Linked DNA regions of Oryctolagus cuniculus: region 1 is linked to region 2. The links are chromatin contacts, called in public Micro-C maps. All regions are on one chromosome and are shown on one strand. Each heading gives the region's core, a stretch centred on a gene start, on an enhancer-like site or on the middle of the called end of the contact. The rest is flanking DNA. Distances are from core to core; before and after follow the strand shown. Region 1 holds the start of IFFO2 (intermediate filament family orphan 2). Region 2 has its middle 73 kb from the start of IFFO2.

Region 1 (7,011 bases), core at 3,645-6,144, 74 kb after region 2:
TGGGCCCCGGATGGAGTTCCTGGCGCCTGGCTTCAGCCTGGCCCAGCTGCAGACATAGCAGCCATTTGGGGAGTGCACCAGCAGATGGAAGATCTCTCGCTCTTTCTGTCTCTCCCTCTGTCTGTCACTCTACCTCTCAAATAAATGAAATAAATCTAAAACAAAAACAAAAAAACACTCAAAACTAAAAAAATCAAAACCCACTGACATGCCTTGAGCAAGTCTTGAACAGGCTAACTTCCCAGGTATGGACGCGTGAATCCTGCCCACCATCTAGGAAGTACGCATTCGTCTGAGTCCTCTTTCTGGACAAGAAATTGAAGTTCAGAGAAAGAAACTAAGAAAGGCGGTGGAGCATTCACACTGCTAACAGTTAAAAAGGGATCCTCTGTCAAAAGGAATGAACAAAGAGGCCAGGCACACAGCCGTCCACCATAGGATGCCGCTCAGACAGCGGCTCTGGGAAGGGCAAATCTGATGCGAGTGGACCAGGGGTTGTCTGGGGCAGGGAGTGGAGATGGGAACCAGCTGTAAGTGGACACAGTGATTCTGAGAGATGGAGAATGTTCTACCAATGACTGAGACGGGTGGTTGCACAAGTTGCTAAGCTTCCCAAAAACCAACAAAATGGGTGAGTTTCACGATAGGTCAGCTATTCCTCAAGGACATTGTAAAGCAAATAAATGTAACTGAATTTGCAAAGACATTTATCAAGCACTCATTATGCATTGTGTAGGAATTTTGCCAGTACCAATGGCTCATGCATTTTTTTCCTCTGAACGCATCTTTGTTGAGCAACTACTATGGGCCAGGCGCCACGTCAGGGTTGGGTTACAGCGATGAGTGAGACCTGCTTCTGGTCTGAGATTCCTGTCCTAATGGAGACCCTGGACCAGCGAGGATTGGAAGGTTAGAGGTGGGAGGGGTGGAGATGTGGCTGCAGGTGGCTGGGACTGCCTCCAGGTGGAATGGTGCTGACCTCCAGCCCAGGCCTGCAGGGTGCTGGCAGAGCATGGCTTTGTGCGTGGGGCTGAGGCCCAAGGGATGAGGGGTAGTCAGCCACCAGGCGAAACGGCAGGGGAGTGCAGAGGACGAAGGCCATGTGTTCATTCATTCATTGCTCCATTTATTCAACAACTCAGCAGCTGTTCAGTGTCCAGGCAGGGCAGACGTGAGGCAAGAGTGTCGTAAGAGCCTTTGTGGGTAAAGCTATGCCCATTTCCTGATGAGCAAATGGAGCCTTAGGGAGACAAAGTGCTGGAGCGGGTGCTGTGGCGTAGTGGGCTAAGCGGGCATCCCATATGGGCACCTGTTCGCATCCAGCTGCTCCTCTTCTGATCCAGCTCTCTGCTATGGCCTGGGAAAGCATTGGAAGATGGCCCAATGCTTGGACCCCGGCACCTGCGTGGCAGACCCAGAAGAAGCTCCTGGCTCCTGGCTTTGGATCAGCTCAGCTCCAGCCTTTGCACCCATGTGGGGAGTGAACTAGCAGATGGAAGACCTTTCTGTCTCTGTAACTCTACTCTCAGATAAATAAATAAAATCTTTTTTTTTTTTTTCTTAAGATGAAGTGACTTGCCAAGTTGCATGGCTGGAACAGATGCACAAGCGTTAGCCAGTCTCCTGTCTCGGAAGCCAGCCTGCCTCTTTCCACTCTCCCCTCTTGCCTCTGGGTTAGACATACGGCTGTGACTGAGGACCTAAGAGGTGCCCTACTAAACAAACAAACAGAACCTCCATCTTTCTAGGCAGCAAGTGGAAGCTGGCATCCCCTGGGGTTGTTTATTTATTTTGATCATGCCCATCTGGTGAGGACCCGCCTCTAGCTCCCTGTGGACCTCGCCTGGGGGAGGCAGCCTGCAGGTGTTCAGGGCCGAGGGAAATGGATCGCTGAACTCTCGGGCTCGGGTATGGCTGAGCCATAGCCCAGGCATGGGAGCAGAATTCCAGACCGAGTTTTGCTGCCCCTTCTCTAGGTGACCTGGGGTGAGACCCCCTGTCTCTGGGTCTCGGTTCTTGCTCCCCTAAAATTCCCAGCCCTGTCTGGCCGACTCCGCCAGCCAGGATGTCTTTATGGACAGGCTCAAGGGTGAACAAGGTGTTCTGGCTTGCTTGGAATTTTTCTGGGTTTTAGCAGTCAAAGTCCTGCATCAAGGGAGACCCCCCGCCCCAGTCCCTGGCAGATGGGAACAGTTGGTCCACCGGACTGGACAGCTGCAAAGAGCAGAGACACATAGCGTCTCGCTGCCAGGCCTTTGTGGCCATGGGGCAGCGTGTACGCCAACTCCTTGGCACGTATCACGCTCAGCTGAAGACCCCTGCAGTCCAGGCCCACTCCCAGCCGTTCCCGGGGCTCCTCCGTCTCCTGCGCACCCTCTGGGTGGTTTTCCTGGCTGTCGCCACAGCTGTGGAAGCACCGCCCTCAGCCTGTAGTGTCTAAGCTTGAACAGGACCGCCTGCCCTGGCCCCCATCCCACCACGGGAGGGTTTCACACCCTGGCCCCGCACTGGTGCTGGCAGGACAGAGCCTTCCTGGGAGAGGTTGTGGGGAGCCCAATCCCCAGGTGTGGATCCTCAACCCTTTGTGTTCCACAGGCCCCTTGGGAATCTGGGGAAGCCTGTGGACCTCATCTCAGAATAATTTTTAAAAATGCTTTAGGATTATAATGACAACAATTTTACTAAAATACAAATATCAAAGGATTAAGGACAAATTTGTGATGTAGTAATGTATGTCCTTTCTTAATACATTAAATAATATTCACTGGTGGGTCTAATATGACTTTGATTTCAGAATTGTGGCAGCTTACTTGTTATCCTGAGATATCTTTAATAATTGTGGTGTGATATGAAAAATCTGATTTATTTTTAAAGATACATTTCATTTATTTATTTGCAAGGCAGAGTGACACACAGAGAGGGTGACAGATGGCAAAAGACGTAGAGAGAGATATTTTTAATTGTTTCACTCCCCAAATGCCTGCAGTAGTTGGGTTGGGTCAGGCTGAAGCCAGGAGCCTGGGTCTCTGTGGGTGGCAGGGACCCAGGTACTTGTGATCCCCCTGGGTGCACATTAGCAGGAAGTGGAGCTGTAAGGGGGAGCAGCACTTGACCCCAGGCACTGTGACCCCAGTGGTGGCTTCACCTGCCGCGCCACAACACCCACCCGAGATTCCAATAGGGACAAACCACAAGGACTTCCACACGCAGCCTACGCTCACCCTCAAAGGAGAGGCTAAACACCATTTTAGAACAAAGTGCAAATAAAGATTGAACTTCTGTCCACTCCAATGTCACGGGCAGCGTCCTATCCTCCGCCAATCCCTGCTTCAAGGGGATTTGATCCTGTGGGTTAGGGAAGCCAGCCGGTGGCCAGATTGGCTCGTGGGGCAGAGGAGGGATCCAGGGCAGGTGAGTTTTGGAGCTGGCTGTCCCACGCCAGGGAGCAAGGGGCTGGGGCTGAGGTCAGGAACTCCCGGGAGGCTTTGTTCTTGTCCCTGCCTCAACAGCACACAGACTACCGTCACAGCCATGTCACCCCACAGGAAGCCCATCTCCTCGGGTTTCCTTTGTCACTCAGAGCACCGGGGCATTGTCCCTGGAAGACAGGGTACCTGCCCTTAAGCTTCTGCACAGAGACAAAACAAACACAAACGTTGCTAACAAGTCAGAAATTAAACTGCAATTCAAACAATGTGGCTGGAAGAACCTGCACCAGGCCACAGTATCTGGACAAGCCACAGTTGCTCAAAGGTCGCGGTCACCTCCCCTCCCAGGTTCACGGGCAGGGGCAGTGTCAGAGGCCGCTTAGAGCAGGCGCTTTGGAACCCTGGCGGCTACCTAGGTCTCGGGGACTTGCTCTGTGAAATGGGGGTAACAAGCGAGCAGGACACGGCGCATACACCAGTGTCTGCACCAGGAGGGGCGCAGCTGGGCCTCTAGGGGGGCAGCTGTGAAAACGCGTTTGAAAGAACCAAGCAGAGCACGCAAGCATCCTGCAGACCGTCCGCCCGATGCTGCCCCCTACGGCCGCTGGACGCAGGCGGCCGGGCAGAGCGCGCAGGTGTCACGCCCCACCCTCGCGGTAGACCAGCGGGCTGGGCAGTGCCCGGTCTCTGGGCAGCGAGCCCTCGGCTGGAGGCGGGGACGCGCGGCCTGGCGGTGGAGGGGACCGCGAGCAGCGCCCGCTCGGCCGCGTGGGGGACGTGCTGGCGGAAGCGCGGCCTTAGCCCGCGAAGGTCGATCCAGGCCGCTTCTGGGGGGTGGGGAGTGGGGTGCCGCTGCACCTGCGGACGCCGTGGTCCCTCAGCCCTTCCAGGACGCTGTCGGCCGCATCCCTCGGAATCTGGGGCAGGGGGAAGGGTCCGGGGTTGAGGGAGGACAGAGCAGCCGAGCCTCCTCCGCAGACCACGTGGGAGAGGGGGCGACCCCGCTGCCGAGCCCGACGGTCCCTTTAAGAGGCCGGGCCGGCTCTGCGGCGGTTCCCGCAGAACCCTGGTACTGCTCTGCGGTCCGCGTCCCCACGCAGAGAATCCGAGCCCCGCGCAGCGGCGGGACCCAGCGCAGGGGAGGGCGTGGCCCCGCCGGGGATCTGGGCGGGGTCAGAGCTGCCGCGGCCAGTCAGCGCGGCGCAGAGAGCGGAGGCCCCCCCTTGGGGGGCGGAGCCAAGGGCCCGTGGGCGTGGCCCGGCGCTGCGGGCTTCGGGGCGGGGCCTCGGGCGCCGGGATCGCCGCAGAGGGAGGAGGAGGGGGCGGGGCCCGGAGGGGGCGGGGCGCGTGTCTGCAGTGGGCGGGGCCACCGCAGAAGGGGCAGTGCCGGCGGAGAGTCCCCTGCGTGCGGCTGCCGCGGCCCCTCCACAGCGCCTCTGACAGCCCCGGCGCCCGGACTCGCGACCCTCAGCGTCCTCGCGCGGCCGCCTCGGCCTCCACCGCGTCCCGGAGCGGCCGGACCCCTCCCTCGCCTGGGCGCCCGCATCCGGGGGGCAGTCGGCCCGCCGCCGCGAAGGCCGCATCTGGCGCGCATCTGGGGCCGCCCGGCCGGCCGCGCTGGAGCCCGCGCCCGCCCTGGCCCGGCCGCGCCGGGATCCCTGCCCGGAGCTGGAGCCGCACCTGGAGCCGCGGGCCCGGGGCCCTGAGCCGCGCAGCCGGCGCATGGTCAACTCGCTGCTGTTCGGGGAGATGGCCTTGGCCTTCGGCTGCCCGCCGGGCGGCGGCGGCGGCGGCGGCTGCCCCGGCGGGGGCGGCGGCGGCGGCGGCGGAGCCGGGCCCGGGCCGTCGCCCGTAACGGCGGCGCTGCGGGACGACCTGGGCTCCAACATCCACCTTCTGAAAGGACTCAACGTGCGCTTCCGCTGCTTCCTGGCCAAAGTGCACGAGCTGGAGCGGCGCAACCGGCTGCTGGAGAAGCAGCTGGAGCAGCAGCAGAGCGAGCGCGAGCGGCGGCTGCGCTACAAGACCTTCTCCCGCGAGCAGGCCGTGCAGACCGGGCCCGAGCTGCTGCGGCCTCCCGCGCCGGGCGGCGGGCTGGGGGTCGGCTGCGCGGCGCCGGGCGCCAACGCCAACGCCGCGGCCCCGGTGGCCCCCGGCGGCGGCTCGCACCCGCAGCACTACGGCCGCCTGCCCGGGACCATCTGGAGCTACACGCAGGTGCGGCGCACGGGCGGCGGCGGCGTGGAGACGGTGCAGGGCCCCGGCGTGTCGTGGGTGCACCCCGACGGCGTGGGCGTGCAGATCGACACCATCACGCCCGAGATCCGCGCGCTCTACAACGTGCTGGCCAAGGTGAAGCGGGAGCGCGACGAGTACAAGCGGAGGTGAGCGCTCCCCGGGAGGGGCGGGCGGGTGGCGCCGGCGGCAGCTGCTGTGGGCAGATGGGCCCGGGGCTGTGCGAGATGGGGGTGGGGGGTGGGTGCTGCGCGACCCTGGGCCTGGCCCGGGAGTCCGCTGATGCGGGGTGTGCGACAGGCCCATCCCTGGCCTGCAGATGAACACATTGTGGGGCACGGAGCCCAGTGACTTGCCTGGGGCGGCTGGGGCCGCTCGCTGGTGAAGCTGGGATCTGAACCGGCCTTGCAGCCACTCCTGGCTGGCTGTCTCCCAGCCGAGAAGTCGGGACTCTGAGCCAGCCCCCTTGAATCCCTGAGGTCCTGTGTTTGAAGATGCATGGCCCTGGCGTCACCCCCTGGAGCCAGGGTCTGCGTCTTGCTATGGCTCTGTGGTCCAGCTGCCTGCTTCAGCCTGGCCACGGCCTCCCTGCGCCCCTCTGCTCCCCACTCTGCGCGAGTTCATGGTTTATTGAGCCCCATCAAAGGGAGCCTGAGTCCCCAGCCCACCGTGTGGGGCTGGGGGACTGGACATTGAGTGGACGCAGACCACCGTGTCTGGCAGGGCGGCAGATCACCCACAGGCCTGGCTACATGCTGCTGTGCGGCCTGGTGGACAGTCCTGGCTGCAGGGGATCTCTGATAAGGGGACAGGGGTCTGTCTGTGGCATCTCTGGCCCGAGTGAGGGAGGGACCCCAGGCCCTGGCGGCTGCCGTTCCAGGCACAGGCACCCGTCCGTGCCTTTGGAGACGTGGTTCTGAACTGAGAGGGGCCTTGGCTCCCATCCTGCACCGCCTGCCCAGGGAGCATGGGTCTCCTCCCTCTGTCTCGCACGGGGCAGGTGGGTTCAAGTGTCCGCTCCGTCACTTGCTGGGGGCGGGGGGATTGTTGGAGGCCCTGGCACGTGTGTTTGCCCACGGTTGCTGGAGGGGAGGATTAGTTATCTCCTTGAGGACTTTGTCTCCAAGTGCAGTCGCATTGGTGATGGGCACTTCAGTTCAGTCCCACCCCAGGGAAGAAGGAGACGCTTGGGAGGGTGGTGCCTGGGGGAAGGGTTCAGGTCCTCAGCCGAGGTTACCGTGTGGAACAGCTGGGAGCAGAAAGGCTGGAGTGTGGCCTTCTGGGGCGGGTCCTGCCTGCCTCTCCTGGGGTACCTGCCCCACCGGAGGACTTGAGAGTGGCCCGGAGC
Region 2 (7,407 bases), core at 1,779-4,278:
GAGGGAGGAGCTCAAACCATGTCTTCCATGAGGGTGGCAGGGACCCAGCTGCCCAAGCCACCACGGCTGCCTCCCAGGGGGCGCTCAGCAGGGAGCTGGAGTCAGGCGCCTGAGCCAGGACCTGAATCCTGGCACCCAGATGTGGACGTGGGGGTCCTAAAGGTCTGCCCCAGCTGGGTTTCTCTGAGAGGGCTGAGGGGGCAGAGGGTCCCTCTCCTCTGCAGACGGGATCCCCGGTTACTCCCTGGTGTCGGGGCTCTCTGGACATTGGTCAGTTCAGCTGGGATTGTGTACCCGCCACTGTGCTGGCGCCCCCTGCAGGCAGGGACAGGAACATCTCGCAAAAAAAAAATGTCCTTTAGAATAGAGTTAGAAACGCTTGCGGTAGTGCCCTGAGCTAGAGAGGGGAGCAGCTCGCCTGTGACACTCAGTCAGGCAGCAGCACCCACGGAAGCGGGGCCAGTGGGGCTCACCGGCTCGGAGAGAACCAATTCCCCCCTTCTGAACGTCCCCGTTGCCAGGTGCAGACCCAGCTGGAGCATGTGACCTGAATTCGGCCAATGGGTATACACCAATGCTTTGGCTTCAGGGATTGGCTCATGGGTTGACACGTGATCAAAGCAGGACCAATCAGAGTGAGTCTCAGGATGGGGGGGGATGCTGGGACAGGGATGCTTCTGTTTCCTGCTGCAGGCCATCGGGCGGCTTGTGGGGAGCCATCTTGGTCTGAGATGGTCCAGCCATGAGTGGCACGGACTCTGCGGCCGTTGCAGGGGGATGGTGGGAAAAAGTAGGCGCCTGGGTGATTTTTAGAGCAGCTGTTGCCTGCCTCACCCGAAGCTGGAAGTCGTTGGGACCAGGTGGAATCAGACTTCCTTGAGTTGGCTGTGGCTGACCCTGTCCTAAAGCAGGTCCGTCCTTCCTTCCCAGGCCCGGGCGGGCAAGCATCTTGGCCAAGGGCGCGTCCAGGCTCCTGAGCCTTTGACCTCTGAGCCCCACCTTCACAGTGCCCTGAACCCTGCCCACTCCAAAGAGCCTGGCCGTGGGACCCAGACGAGTCGCCCACACCTGACTTCTGGCCCTGGGGCCGCTGTCGGGGCTGCCTTTCCCACCAGGCCCCTCCCTGCCCGCCCCCGGTCCCCAGAGCCACAAGCCCCAGGCTCTTCAGCTCCTGAATCATCCTCCCTCGGAGGCCTCCACACCTGAGCCATGAGGAAGCTGCCTCTGAGCCGAATTCCCCTCGGTGCAGGGGAAGCTTGTGACCCAGCTGTGGCCTGGTGCTGGGAGGTCACCCAGGGGCGCTTCCCACGCTGGCGCTGGCTTCGGTTGAGGGTGGTAGCAGCAGTGACGGTTTGATGCAGGGTCTCCTGCAGGCCAGACGCTGAGCCAGGCGTCTCCGCTCAGTCCCCGGGGGCCAGCAGTGTAGACCCGGGCACCAGCATAGGGGCCCAGGAGCCAGGTGGCCAGGAGCTGAACCCCAGCCCAGCCATGTCTGAAGGGACTTGAAAAAATTTGTGGAAAGTGGAGTTAAAAGTTTATTTGGGGGCTGGCGCTGTGGTGTAGCGGGTAAAGCTGCTGCCTGCAGTGCTGGCATCCCATATGGGCACCAGTTCGAGTCCCGGCTGCTCCTCTTCCGATCCAGGTCTCTGCTACGGCCTGGGAAAGCAGTGGATGATGGCCCAAGTCTTTGGGCTCCTGCACCCACATGGGAGACCCAGAAGAAGCTCCTGGCTCCTGGCTTTGGATTGGCACAGCTCCAGCCTTTGCAGCCAATTGGGGAGTGACCCATCGGATGGAAGACCTCTCTCTCTCTGTACTCTACCTCTCACATAAATAAATAAAAATTTTAAAAAATTTATTATTTCGAAGGGCACAGAGACAGTATATAGAGAGCTGTTTCGTTCCCCAAAGGCTCACAGTGGCTGGGGCTGGGCCAACCCAAAGCCAGGAGCCAGAAAGCCCAGGCCTTGCAAGGGGGTGGCCAGGACCCGTCAGCTGCTCACTCCCAGGGTGCACGGGAACTGGAACAGGGAACAGAGCTAGGATGGAGCCCAGCGCGTTCTGTGTGGGATGCGGGGGTCCCAGGCACATCGAGGCCGCCACGCCCAACGCCCTCCGAGTCACAGAACTGGCAAGGCTCTAGGTGGCCACCGTGCACAAGACCCCTGCGCCCTGAAGGAGACCTACACAGTCAAAATGCAGGAAGTCGCAGGCGTACAACACACGCTGGCTTGGGAAGACCCAGACGCGGACGAGGCTGTCGGGAGCCCGTCACCACTTCCTGTGTGCCGCGCCTGTCGGGGTTACGGAGACGCCGGGTTGAAATGCGTTTCGCTGGAGACCTTTCCTCTTGGGTGTGGCTGCCGGCGCGTACGTGGCCACGTGGCGGTCCTGTCGCGGCGTGGATTTGGCCGGTGTTCCACTGCGCGAGTGAGGAGCACGGGGGCTTCACTTTGGGGTTTTTGTCGACTGCGCTGGGCCTCCAAAGTCAGGCTCCAGGCTTTTCCGGGGAATACTTACTCCTGTGGGATGCAAGAAAAACAATTATTTTTTTGAAAGAGAGAGAAAGAGAGAGATCAATCTCCCATCCTTCACTGTGTCATTCCCCAAATGCCCGCAGTGGCTGGGGTTGGACCAGGCTAAAGCCGGGAGCCAAATACTCCATCCAGGCCTCTCGCGTTTGCCTCGCAGGGTGCACAGTAGCAGGAAGCGGGAATCGGGCCCGGCTGCTGTCCTCCCTGATTCCCGGATGAATGCTAGTTGGGCCTCCTGCCTCCCGTGGCCACCCTCTCCCCTTTCCTGCGTGGGAGTGACGTGTGCGGAGGGACAGGTGCGAGGGAGGCGGCTCCCTTTGAAGGGCAAGGCGTCCCCCCTCCCTGACTCACCCGCCTCGCTTGTTGGCCCCCACCATGCACCTTGCCTGTTGAAACTGTCCCAGGCGCTGCCCCTCCAGGGAGGGGGGAGCCCGCGGGGAGGCTGACTCAGCGGTGAGGTCACCCTTGCCTGGCTTCTCAGACAAGCACCTTCTTGCCTGGCCTGCTGGGTTCTCACTGGCACCCCAGCTCCACCCGGGCTGGCACGTGGGCCGGAGCCCCGGACAGGTAGTCAGTGCGCGGAGCGTGGCCCCGGGCCCATTGCTCCCCTGCCGTCGCTGGGTCCTGGACCTGGGGCTGCGGGCTGACTCTGGGCGTGGGCACTGGGGTGTGAAGGTGAGGGTCTTCCCAGCTCCTGCTGGGCCCCGGGGAAGGGAACACACGGAGATCTCTTTCTTATTGTTATATATGTGGAAGGGTGAGATGATAGACGACAGATGGTAGCTAGATCAATAGATGATAGACAGACAGATGGACAGATCCATCTTCCATTCATTGGTTCATGCTCCAAATGCCTGCAGCAGCCACACTGGCCAGACTGAAGCCAAGTGCCCACACTCAACTTGGTCCTCCCAGGTGCGTGGCAGGGGCCCAAGCATTTGAGCCATCACCTGCCGCCTCCCACGGTGTGGATCACAGGAAGCTGGGATCAGCAGTGGAGCGGGGACTTGAACCCCGCTCGTGGATGTCCCATGGGGCGCGTTAACCACTGTGCCAAATGTTCAGCCCCCCACGGAGGTTTCAGACTTACCCAGAGCCACATGGGGCACTGAGGAGGGGGTACCCCCTACCCCGAGATCCAGGGAGGAAACCACCAGGACGCTGGGGGCCGCAGAGGGGTTTGGGGCCAGACAGTGACAAGGCCAGGTTCTGTTTCAAGGGCAGTGGCGCCTGCGACAGGGTGGGGAGGGTGGACACAAGGTGGAGACAGGTGGCAGGAAGCCCAGGCAGACGCTGTCACAACACCCAGGGGAGGTGGGGAGGAACTCTGGACCGGGTGGGGCAGGGAAAGGTTTGGAAAGCCCAGGGCCCCCGGCTGTGAGAGGCACACAGGGGCCGCTTCTCCAGGACGGCTCCCTGCAGGCTGCCTCAGCCCGGGGTCACCCCCTCCAGTCCTCCCTCTCGTGTCCGCCCCCTGCCAGCCCTCCTGTGGGCTGTGTGGGGCGGTGTGAGGCGCCCATTGCTCAGAGGAGGGCACAGCTCCCGTCGGCCTGGGGACTCCTGCAGGTGCACCCGTTCTAGAGGGTGGGGGTGTACCCCCACCCGCAGCGGGATCCAGGCCCCGAGCACCGGTGTTGAAGGCAGGCAGAGAGCCTGGCGCAGGGTTCCCACTGCCCACGGTGTGCCCGGGCGAGTTCGCCACCCCCGCTGCGCTATTGGTTTCGTCCCTGTAAGGGTGGGAGACTTGGACGAGTCCGTATGCGCCTGGACGGGGTCCACTATGCATTCTGGGCTTTCATCCTGCACGGGGCTGCTGCCCCCCCAACCCCATGCCTGTCAATCACCTGGCTGTCCCAGGACGGGCCCAGGGGCTCCTGACCGCCAGGGCTGGCTTTGCAGGGCGTCTTCCCCACTCTCCCTGGAAGGCGAGGAGTGGGTCTCCTGGAGTCTGCACACGTCAGCTGCCCTCACAGACATCTGTGGCAGGGGCCACTTCCGTGTCGCCTGGCCTGAGAGAGAGCTCCGGGGCTCAGGGCTCAGGGCTGGCGGCTCCATCGCCTGGCCAGGCCCTGATCATCTGGGCCCGCTGCACGGCGGGGCTTCATCTGCTCTGGGGGTCGGAGCAGGTGCCGGCCGGCGCCTCTGCTTCTGTGTCCACCAGCGCCATTTGCTCCTCTGCACCGAGGCTGGAAAGCCACGAGAGAAGGAATATAAACAATAAAACAAAATAGCCAGCAAGAAGCACTTCCTTGTGTCCACTGCGGGGGTCCTGCGGGGGACACAGTCCAGCAACTCCACCCATTCCGGTCTCTCTGACTACACCCAACAGAGACGAAGTCAAGGACACGGCGAGGCCCATGCCACGCAGCACTGCCTGTCCTGGGGGCTGGCGCTGCGGTGTAGCGGGTTAAGCCTCTGTCTGTAGTGCCTGCAACCCATATGGGTGCCAGTTTGAGACCCACCTGCTCCATTTCTGATCCAGCTCCCTGCTAGTGCTCCTTGGAAAGCAGTGGAGGATGGCCCAAGTGTTTGGCCCCTGCACCCCTGTGGGAGACCCAGATGAGGCTCCTGGCTTCTGGTTTGGCCTGGCCCAGCCTTGGCCATTGCGGCCATTTGGGGAGTGAACGAGCGAATGGAAAATCTCTCTCTTTCTGCCTCTGCCTCTTTTTCTCTGTAACTCCGCCTTTCAAATAAATACATCTTAAAAAAAAAAAAAAAGAACACCCCAAAGCCAGCATCCTGGCTCCACCATCAGTGGCATGAAGCTGGGCCACCCCTGGCTGTTGACTGTACATGGCCAGTGAGTGAACAGTAGGAGGGTTTAACTCTCCATTGTAAAATGTAGATTATGCAAGAGCCTAGAGAAACCGGCCGAAATGTCGACAGTGCCGATTCCTGGAGGGGGGTTTACAATGCTCCTCCCTTTCTAAGATGCATTTATTTGAAAGGCAGAGTGACTGGTGGGGGGGGGGCGTGGGCAGAGAGAGAGAGGGAGAGAGAGAGAGAGAGAGAGAGAGAGAGAGACAGCACGCACGAATGAGCTCTTCCACCTGCCGGTTCACTCTCCAAAAGGTCTCCATATCCAGGGCTGGGCCAAGCCGAAGCCAGGCCCAGGAACCCTACCCAGGCCTCCCACGGGGGTACAAGGGGCCCAAGCGCTTGGGCCACCTGCATTCGCAGGGGCTGCAACAGACGCAGAGCCGCTGGGAATCAAACCAAGTGCTCCAGCGAGAGAGGCCAGCGTCGCGTGCAGCGCAAGCCCTGCGCCACCCAGCAGCCCCGACCTTTCTCTCCTTACTGACGTCTCTGGGTGTGTAGAGTCCAGGCTGGTGCCCGAATGCTGCCCTGGCCTGTGTTTGTGCAGCCAGTTAGTAAGAGCAGCTTTTGTGTTTTTAAAGGGTTGTGAAAACAAACAACAGAAGAATGTACCAAGATGAGCAGAGAGGACACACAGAGCCTAAAATATGTAAGCCCTCCACACACACACACACACACACACGTGCGTGTGTGCATACCCACACCCACAGGTACACACACACGTGCACACACACGTGAACACATGTACACACACACGCATACTGATCCTCCGTCTAGGACAGAGATGCACTGGCGAGTAGCACTGTTCCAACAGTGCGAGCAGCCACACTGTCCCTTTGTTTTCTTAAAACCTTTATTTTATTTGAAAGGCAGAGTTACATAGAGAGAGAGAGGGAGAGGGAGAGACACAGAGAGAAAGATCTTCCATCCGAGGGTTCATTCCCAAATGGCCACAATGGCTGGGGCTGAGCCAGGCCAAAGCCAGGAGCCAGGAGCTTCTTCTGGGTCTACTACATGGGTGGCAGAGGCCCAAGCACCTGGACCATCCTCTGCTGCTTTCTTAGGCACATTAGCAGGGAGCTGGACCAGAAGTGGAGCAGCCAGGACTCGAACCGGAGTCCATAGGGGATGCTGGTGTTGCAGGCAGCAGCTTTACCTGCTAAGCCACAGCACTGGCCCTGACATTGCCCTCTCTTTGAAGGTAATAAGTTCCCCTTAGCAAGACGAGACTGCCTGGTGCCCTCTCTCCCTCCCTCCTTTCTTTCCATCCTCCCTGTCTCCCATGTCCAACCTCTGAGTTGGGGTTCTAGGCGCCGAAGGCTCATAGCCTTATGGGAAGACAGGCGCAGGAAGAAGTCGCCATGACCCCTCGTCCCAAGGGCTACAGCCACCTGTTTGGGAGCAGGGCGCCATGGTGGGAGTACTGGCTTGGCCTGGGTGTCCGTGCAGGGTGCTCCAAGGAGGACTTAGCATGGGGTCTCCTGAAATCACGTGGGAACCAGGACAGACCCCTGGGCAGGTGACTCCCATCTCCAGGTGACCCAGGCTGGGCCCCAGTGGGCAGTGCTTGGAGTCTCCAGGACTAGGGTGACCAGGAGTGGCTTGGTGACCAAGCAGGGGCTATAAGAGTTGGAGTCAACACATGGAAAACCCAGTGTGGTGTCGGGTTGGCGGGGGCCTGGCGTGGCTGAAGCCCAAATGGCAAAAACGACGGGGGCAGAAGTTTGGAACGTGGGGACTCGCGGGCTGAGCCTGGCGGACAGGGCATCGCGTGCCAGGCCGAGGAGTGGCTTCCGCTCGGTTGATGGGGATGACGGCCAGCTCTGTGCCAGGGCCCGGGGGCGATGACGGACACGCGGGCATCCTGCCACGGCCCGGGTGGGGTGGGCAAGGCGGCCGGCTGGAGGCAGCCGGGCTGCGGCAATCACACGGGCCCACACCTCCTTCCCAATAGAAGGAATTGGGCAACGGCTGCGTGGGGTGGGGGCGGGGAGCCGAGGGACACCTTTGCTTCCTCTTAGTCACCGGCGCTAACTTTCAGCACATCTTTCCAGCG

The links. Hi-C and Micro-C count contacts between places; a contact is called where the count stands out from the background.
Region 1: a Micro-C map of ear pinna shows a contact between it and region 2, with 1.8 times the contacts expected there. The contact joins the promoter of IFFO2 here to the enhancer-like site in region 2. A contact is called at or near these places in 3 of 6 Hi-C or Micro-C datasets (ear pinna, skin fibroblasts and an unstated tissue).

The regions. Positions count from the first base shown.
Region 1 is chr7:151,625,358-151,632,368 of mOryCun1.1, forward strand. It overlaps IFFO2 (intermediate filament family orphan 2), which reads left to right and starts at 4,895. Exons shown (of 9, transcript XM_008265794.4): 1 at 4,895-5,812. The coding sequence starts at 5,151.
Region 2 is chr7:151,553,058-151,560,464 of mOryCun1.1, forward strand. No RefSeq gene overlaps it. Among named protein-coding and RNA genes, the nearest start is that of IFFO2, 73 kb to the right of the region's middle. Within about 2 kb of position 3,029, at least 2 of the 8 cell types and tissues checked have an H3K27ac peak or open chromatin away from gene starts, as enhancers often do. A contact at or near this core is called in ear pinna, where this site is marked.